Regions from separate parts of the Muntiacus reevesi genome. Here region 2 is linked to region 1. The links are chromatin contacts, called in public Hi-C maps. All regions are on one chromosome and are shown on one strand. Each heading gives the region's core, a stretch centred on a gene start, on an enhancer-like site or on the middle of the called end of the contact. The rest is flanking DNA. Distances are from core to core; before and after follow the strand shown.

Region 1 (4,377 bases), core at 1,164-3,663:
TGCTACAAAATTTGTCAGCAAGAAAAATAACTTGATATGAAAGTTTTAAATAAATTAAAAGTAAATAAAATAATCTAAGTGAACTCTTTAGGAATAATTATGTTTTGAGTATATCTATCTAAAATAGTTTCTCCAGATTTATTTGTAACTTGAAACTGCTAAGTTAAATTCAATGATGGGAATTCATTGACTATCCAGATCATTTCCAAATAAGAACATTACTGAACAAAAGCTTCCTTTTACAGAGAAACTAAAGATATTAAGGATTATTAATATATTTGGTGCCACAGTGAGATATTTTCCTTATGGAACACCTGTTTTAGAAATTACAACTAATATTCACAAGTTTACCTATCTACAAATTGCTAATGTACATGTCCATAATTGCTTACTCAGTTTTCATTAGAAACTAAGATTTTTAAGGTTAAGAATCACAATTAAAGTATCTAATTAAAACTACTAAAAATTAATAAGGAAAACATCTTTATATCCAAGGACAAAGAAGATATAAAGAATGGAAAAGCATTTTGTTAAGGGAAAAGAAAGGGTTTTGTCCTAAAGCTGTTTATTGCTAAAAGGGAAAGAAATAAGGACAAATTAATATGGATATAAAAGATAATCTTTAGACAATGCCTTAGAAAGGCATTCTATGTGTTGGTCAAGGCTGATAAAGAGTAGAATAAATTTAACTGAGTAAATGAATTTTAATATGCAAGGTAAAATAGTATAAAATCTGAATTTGACTTTCTCTCTATTAAGGAGACAAAGTTTTTGGAAAATATTGATCTTCTTTTGATAACTAATTATAAAGTTTCTCTATCTTTAACCAGTATTCTGTTACAACTTGCAACATTTGCTTCTTGAAATCTTTTATTGTCACTTTGGTTAAGTGAATAAGTATTGTTCCACAGTAACATGTGAACCTATAATATTTGATTAAATGTTTTGAAACATTTTTGATATTTTTGACAAACTTTCCAAATTTCAGATTCTAATCAAAGTTCTTTTGACCTCTAGCTAACTTTGGGATGCTTCAGACAGAACATCTGAAAAATCTGATGGAAAGAAATATTAAACAAGTTAGGGTTACTTTGTACATGAAATTATATGTAGGCATTATCAAATGAGTTGTGATAAAACTTAGTTTATGTTGTAGGGGTAAATGTTATTAATATAGATGTTCTGGAAATTATGGGCCTCCTAAAAATCTAATATGTCTAAGTAAAATATTAACAGCCATAATTCTACTAATTATACTGAATTTTGTAACTCACAGTAGTAACCAAGTTTCTTTGTAAACTGCATTGTAATCAGATCTTCAATCATGTTTTTTAAACTCCTTTGTCATTTATAGACGGTCACTGTTTTACTCTGATGCTATTGCAATAAGCACTTCATATTCAAAAGGATTCATAGAAAAGATTTTTTGACAAGTGCAGTTTTCTGATAACTTTTAGACCACAGCAATTAACTGGGTAAAAAAATTAAACAATTTTAAAGAACCACTTGGTGACTTCATAAAGCTGTTAACAGAAGATTAAGATCAGGAACCCCGTATGCTGCCATCAAGTTTCCATGTCCATTTGGCTGTGATATTTGTTAACTCATACCTTAATTCGTTTAAGTTGATGCTCAGGTGATTCTTATACCTATTAAATTTGAGAAGCATCCTCTCTAAATATTTCTGAATATTTCAAACGTTACTGCTACTCTTGAATGGAAAAATACATCCAACGCACCAGAAAACAATAGACATCTCAACTAATGCTGCATTCATGCGACTCAATTCTAAAACATGGTGATAAATTTCATGTTCTGCCCTCTCAACTGGAGTAGTAGTGAGAGGCACTACGAGAAATGCGTGCTGACATCAACTTGAAATCTTGGCTTTGATTTCTTGGAAGTCAGAGCCCCTTTTCACAAAAGAGATAACATAGACTATCCCGAGTCACGTCACTCATGTATACAGGGTCAGCCAACTGGGAGCCACAGAGAGGTTTGTAGGCTATAGCCACTTTTCCATCCATCCCTCTTCCGCGTGCTGCTCTCAGCAGGTGTTTCCTGAGTCCAAGGCTTGGTCCTAGCGGAGCCTCTGGAGGTATGGGTGGGGAGTGGCCTCAGAGGGGCGGGGCTACCTGCAAGGGCGGGGTCGGGGCGGGGTCGAGGCGGGGCCGGAGTGGAGCCCGGCAACAGTGGGGCGGAGCCGAGCCCAGGAGGAATGGTGGGACGTGGGTGGAGCCGCGGGGCGGGGTATTGATGTGGGCGGAGTCGTGGGGCGGGGAGAGTGAGTGGGCGGAGCCGCGGAGCGGGGGGCGGAGCCGGGGGGGCGGGGCGTTGCGGCAGAGGGGCGGGGCAAAGCGAGCGGCGGGGCTGAGCCGCCCAGTCACCGAGCCGCCCGGCGGGGGCGGAGCGAGCGCCGCAGACCTGGGATCAGCGTTTGATCGCGCAGTTCTCACGGCCTGGTTTGGGCGGACCGCGGAGCAGACCCCGGCCGCGATCCCTATGGGGCTGTGTTTTCCCTGTCCCACCGAGGCCGCGCCTCCTTCGCCGGACCTGGTGAGTAAGGCTGCCTGCCCGCTTCCCCGCGTCAGCCCGCCGGCGCCGCGCGCACCTGTTCCCGGAGGGGCGCGCCGGGAGGCCCGAGCTGCGGCCCCGGGACGGGCCGTTAGACACGGTGGCGCGGGCCGGAGAGCAGCCGGTGGGGACCCAGCTGGCAGAGACGGGTGGCTGCAACCCGAGGGACGTCGACGTCCTGCCTGCGGGATTTGGGGGCTGCCTCCGCGTCCGTCTCTCTCCCTCTGAAGGCGGCTCCAGTGTCTCTTTACCTTTCGCCGCCGGCGAAATCGGAGTTCGTAGGACGCAGGCGAACGGGGACGGTTCGCTGTGGGGACCACTCCTGGAGATGCGGTAGATGAACTTAATATGTGAAAAGACCTCCCTCTTTCTCCGTGAACTGAGGAGTTTCATCTTGTAGGAGATGTGCATTTTTATGTGTCTGTATCAGCTGTTTAAAGAAGGTGCTCAATAGTCTCGTATATTTCTGTTTTTTATTAGATACTGTATTTATGAATTTCTCCTTAGTATTTATCCAAGTTCTATTTTAAAAAGCATTTTATGTAGTACAGAGTATATAATTTGTAAGGTTGCCACGTTTAGATAAAAATACAAGGCGCCCTGAAATTTGAATTTTCAGTTTAACGAGAAATGCATCTTTAAAATATGTCGATTTGTCACCATCTTTATTGGGGACATACTTGTACTAGAAAGTATTTGTTATTTATCTGGATAATTGCAGATGTATCTAGGTGGTTTGTGGTATAGTACATTTATACTTTTTGTAGCTTTCTATTTTTAACAGCCTTTTTACCTTAATAATCCTTACAGGAAATTGCTAACAGAAAACCTAAGTTCCTCTCCTTTATTAATATTTGGCTAAAAATTCGTTGAAGGAAATGAGTTGTTTAGGGAAGTACATTAACTCTTCAGCTATTTGATCTTAAGTGCTAAAAATGACCTGGAAGTTGATAGGAGAAAATTCACCTTGTCTTTCTTGCTACTGTTGCTTTTAAATGTTCTTAATTTTCTTTATCTGGCTGTTGATAAAAAACTAATGTGCCAGCAGTTGTTAAGCCCTCCCCGCCACCCCCAGAGATAACCACATGGCAGAATACTTGAATGTCACTTTTCTTTAAGGCTTTTCTTCACCACTCTAAATAAAATAGATCCTCCACTCTACCATCAACGCATCCTTCCATTTTGACCATACTTTTCTTTGTATTTCCCAGAAGCACTTCCTTCAGTCTAATAAATGTATATTTATTTGATTATATATGACTGTTCTTATTGGAATGTAAATTCCATGTGGGTGGAAATATTTCTCTATATTATTTCACTGCTGTATTCTCAGCACGGGGAATAGTTCCTAGGTATGATCGTTGCTCATTAAGTATCCAAAGAATGATTAAGTGAATGAATGAGTGTTTTGTGGAAAATGAAATTATTAACACAGCTCCCAAGAGAATGCTGTTTACTCTCTTACATATTTAAATAACTTATAACTTGCAATTAATTCAGGTAGAAAAATAATATTCACGGGGTCCCAACATAGAACAGTACATCTCAAATATCCTTCAGTCCTTCTTGTCCTACACAATGCGATTCATTCTCTTCATTCATGAACTTTTTCTGAAAATACCAGGCTGCCTCAAACTCCTTTTTAATTGGCAGTATCAACCATGTATTTCCCTGCTTGTATTGCTCAATGTCATTTGTTTTATTATTGCCCTGACTAACTTTAAAAAAAAAAAAGGCAAATAGATTATTTCACAGGCCAATCTGTGTATGTATGTATGAGATATAAAATGTGTATATATAGGT
Region 2 (4,377 bases), core at 1,331-3,830, 180 kb after region 1:
ATGAACTCACAAGTGTTTGCCCTGTCTCTCTGGACATTTAAAACTCCTCCGTTAACTTCTTGCAATGTGTACTCTCTCTAGTCATTGAGTAGATGCCCAAGTGGCAGACCATGTCCAAAGAACTGAAGAATGGATTATCAGATCTCTCATGATCTCCCAGACTCCACTCAGACTCCCCAAGGCCAAAGGAAATCAATGTTTCTGACATACAATTGTAAACTTTCCCACCGTACACTGATTGAAAAGTTTAAGATCCAGAAAAACATTTGCTTAGTTATAGTCAGTTACCTTTCTGAAAACAGTTCCAAAGAGTAAAAAGATCAACATTTTTTTTTTCTGTATAAGATATATAAATGTAATATTTTTGAGATTTGTACAATGTTCTACATTCTGACCAGAGACTAGGTATAGGATGCAAGATAAAGCCACTGGTTCCTGGACTTCGTTGTCAAATTACCCTGTATACATCTAATGTCCTCGGTCCACTAAAATTCATTTGATGACTTTCCCTCTTTGTAAGGGAAGCAAGTAAAACAAAGAAATTTTTGATTTTATATAAATAACTCCCATTGAGACATATAATCACCTCTGAGAAAGAGTTTGCATTGTCACAAAAAGAGGCAAGTATGTTTGTAAAGTTTCTGTAAGAAATCTGTCTTCAAAAGTTGTATCAGCTTGTTATTTATTGTTGCTACTAGAGGCTATAGAGAGACCTACTCAAAACTCAGTCTTGAATCAAGTAACTGAGTTAGGATCAGGTGTAACCATTGCCCATAGTATTTGCCCTCAGAGTGATTGCAAAATGCCAAAGCACTTTCCTTCCATGAAACTGATTCTAGAATGAGAAAAAAACCCTCTAAGTCTGCCCTGCCTGAAGATGTAGAGTCCAGGTCTGCCTGTTCCTATAAAAAAATATTATTTCCACAAGCAGAGGACTGAAATAAGTGTCAGTATGTGAATATAATATTGTTCAGAGTAATACAAAGGGGCATTGGAATACTATGTTTTCATTGGTCTCCCAGTTCCATAGTTCCATAGTGTTGTATAATTTCTGATGTAATGCATATCTTAAAATAACTAAAAATATGAAACCTAACCTAGAGTATGGCACAACTTGATTTTTCAAGTCTTAGTCCATAGGAAAAGAATGCATCAGACATCTCAGGACCAACAGTAAATATGGCAACATCAAGCTGTGTGTTTCTTTGCTAAAATTTTCTCCACCTTTGACCACAGTGTTGGTGGTTGCTCTTTTATAATAGGGAGGAACAGAATTTGGAGAAGACATGAGAAGATATTCACTTCGGAGGCTTATATAACATTAACAATAATAGTACTGTTCAGAGAGTGTTTATATGCCCCATACACCGGTGTTCTGAAGAGCTGGTATTACTTCGGTATATTTAGTTGAAAGCAACAGAAAATAAAACTGGCAAAAGAAATGGGAATATATAGTGCTATAATCTTAAACAGGTTAATCTGAGAGTTGTCTTACTCCAATGTATTCCTTATGATTCTGAAATTCTATTGGTTCAGGGAAAGAGATGGATCTGGTAGCTTTGGGCTTCATTAAATATTCAACAGCATCAAGAGGAAGAAACAATTTCTTAAGCATGCTTGATACCCAGCTTGCATACAGCTGCATTATCCAATACAACTCTCTCTTCATATTGGTCAATGTTCATGATCCACCAACTCTGAAGAGTAAGAAAAGTAATCATATAGGCCTCACTGATTGGAATTGATTCACCTGGCCATTTCTGAACAAATTTCTGTCCTTAGGAAATGCTTCACATTGGTCCATTTAAGACTGGGTTTCCTGAATTAATTACTAAATTAAGAGTGGGTTGGATTAACACAAGTAGCTCAAAGCGGCCTACCCGTCCACTGTGAGCTGCAATCAGTCCTCAAAACTGCATCTTTATTATGCAAAAAGACTAAGGCTAATGATAGAATGGACACTAAAAGACAGCCAAAATACTAAAGATGGCATTTCACATTTATCATTTTATTTAATCCTCACCAGGATCATATGAGGTAGGCTTTTTGTGAAAGCCTCTTTTTCTGATGCTTGTTTACAAATGCTTAACTCCCACAGTCTGTTAGTTCAATGCCACTTAGTTCAATTAGCTGGGTGAAATAAGAGTGCTATTCTGCCTTGGAAATTACAAAAACGAAAAACAACATTGAAACTTTGAAATAAAAATTTAAATTCCTTTAACATTTTAAGAAAGTGTTAATCCTGAAGTTTCACTTAACCTAGAATTCAAGTTCTAATAATGAAAGGATAAGATCGAGGCCCAGGCTTTAGTGTAGTGTCTGGCATTAATTACTTGGGTCAGTACCTTTTTACTAAACTGAAATGAACTAAAATTTTCATTTAATAACATTTTCTTATATGTAACAGCACGTCTCTGGCTTTCCCCAATTATGATAAACTTTAACAGAGATTTACTCACGCAAAACTCAGGAAATTTCTACTAGAGATTGTTTCTAAAGCGAAAGGAAGCACGGAGACCTCCGTAAATAGCAGCAGCAGCATCTCCCACGTGGATCCGGTAATTCTCCAGTCCTAGCCCTTCATTAAATCGTCCTTGCTTAAAAGCCCCCTCAACATCCATGATGAAATACAGGCCTTCGCTCAGACTTAAATTTCCCGGAGTCCAGGTACCCGGATTAAGGCCTCTGTGAGATTGACAGGCACTTTACCCAATAGCATTGCAGAGAGGCGTATCATTTGGCCGACGCACCAATCAGCACTCAAAGAGTCTCCGTCGCCAGGGTGAAGGCGGAAGTAAGGCCTTGCGGCGCCCCATGGACTCGCTTCTGGAGCACCTGGAGCGTTTCTCTGAGGTTCTGGCTGTCTCCCGCACAACCCACGTCCGCACTTGGGACCCCGCAACCGTTCGCAGGGCTTTACAGTGGGCTGGCTACCTGCGCCACATCCACAGGCGCTTTGGCCGCCATACCCATATTCGCAAAGCTCTGGAGCGGCGACTGCAAAACCAGTGGAAGCAGGAGGGTGAATCTGGGCCCGTTCTAGCCCCGGGCTTGGCGAACTTCCAGGCCTTGGGGCAGTGTGACCAGCTGCTGTCTCTGCGACTGCTGGCGAACCCGGCCCTCGGGGATGCCGCCTTTCACTGCCTGCTGCAGCAGCTCTTTCCCGGCCCCGGCGTTCCGGACGCCGAGGAGGAGGCGCTCCAGGGCAGCCTGGCCCGCTTCGCCCGCTGCCGGACCGCTGCCCACATGCTGCACTTCCACGCCTACAGAGAGAACCCGGTCCTTCAGAAGGACTCACTGATGAAGACGCAGGCGGAGCTGCTGCTGAGGCGTCTGCAGGAGGTGGGGGAATCCGAAGCGGAGAGTTCTGGCAGGCTTCTAAGCCGCCTGTGGGAGCGCCTGCCTCAGAACAACTTCCTGAAGGTGATGGCGGCCGCGCTGTTGCTGCCGCCGGCGTCCCTCCGGCTTCAAGAAGAGGAATTGGGAGTAGGCAGCCCCAGAACACCGGGAGACGGGGGTCAAGAGCTGATTCGTTGGCTTCTGGGGAAATCAGATGTCGTGGTTGCCTTTTGCCGCAACCTCCCAGCCGAGGTTTTAACTTCCGTGGCAGGGCGCCATCCAGAGCTGTCCCCTGTCTATCTAGGTCTGCTCACAAACTGGGGTCGCCAACTGCACTATGACCTTCCGAAAGGCCTTTGGATTGGAACTGAGCCCCAGGATGTGCCCTGGGAGGAGTTGTTGAGCAGGTTTCAAAGCCTCTGTCAGGCCCCTCCGCCTCTGAAAGATGAAGTTCTAACTGCCCTGAAATCCTATAAGGCTCAAGATGGAGATTTCGAAGTCCCTGGTCTTAGCATCTGGACAGACCTGTTGTTAGCTCTTGGGAGCCGTGTATGATATCGCCCTGGGGAAGAGAAGAGTTTTCAGCCCAGGCTCCAGTTCTCTGTGGGCAGCATTGTGTTATTGATTACTCGAATGTATGGTTTACAAAATTAAAATGCCTGTGTTCTCACCACATCTCCTGTACTTTCACGTGTCCAGAATGTTGTTTTAGGCCCTAATATATAATAAAGTAATTGTAACTTAATTACAATATGTAAAGTAACTGCCGTGTAGTGCCATGGGTTTTCTGGATAGAGGAGGTAACATTGAAAGTATCCTACCTAAAGCCGTAGAATTAACATAGTTGTGTTTTGGAAGGTGCATTTCTAATAATCCCGAAAATATATGTACTTGTCATAGAAAAAGTAGTTTTCCAGTGACCAACAAGACACCATTTTTACCTTTTTAATGCCTTACTTTTATAGTTGTTTTTTTTTAAGTCTTCAGAAGTGAAGAGATTTCTTTAACTACATGTGTTGTCAGAAATGGTTTGGAAAG

What was found. Hi-C and Micro-C count contacts between places; a contact is called where the count stands out from the background.
Region 2: a Hi-C map of muscle shows a contact between it and region 1, with 8 times the contacts expected there. The contact joins the promoter of GAS2 here to the promoter of SVIP in region 1. A contact is called at or near these places in 2 of 3 Hi-C or Micro-C datasets (blood and muscle).

The regions. Positions count from the first base shown.
Region 1 is chr5:21,243,213-21,247,589 of mMunRee1.1, forward strand. It overlaps SVIP (small VCP interacting protein), which reads left to right and starts at 2,414. Exons shown (of 4, transcript XM_065936420.1): 1 at 2,414-2,556. The coding sequence starts at 2,503.
Region 2 is chr5:21,422,975-21,427,351 of mMunRee1.1, forward strand. It overlaps GAS2 (growth arrest specific 2), which reads right to left and starts at 2,581. Exons shown (of 9, transcript XM_065937228.1): 1 at 2,460-2,581. It overlaps FANCF (FA complementation group F), which reads left to right and starts at 2,687. Exons shown (of 1, transcript XM_065937223.1): 1 at 2,687-4,268. The coding sequence starts at 2,815. The coding sequence ends at 3,894.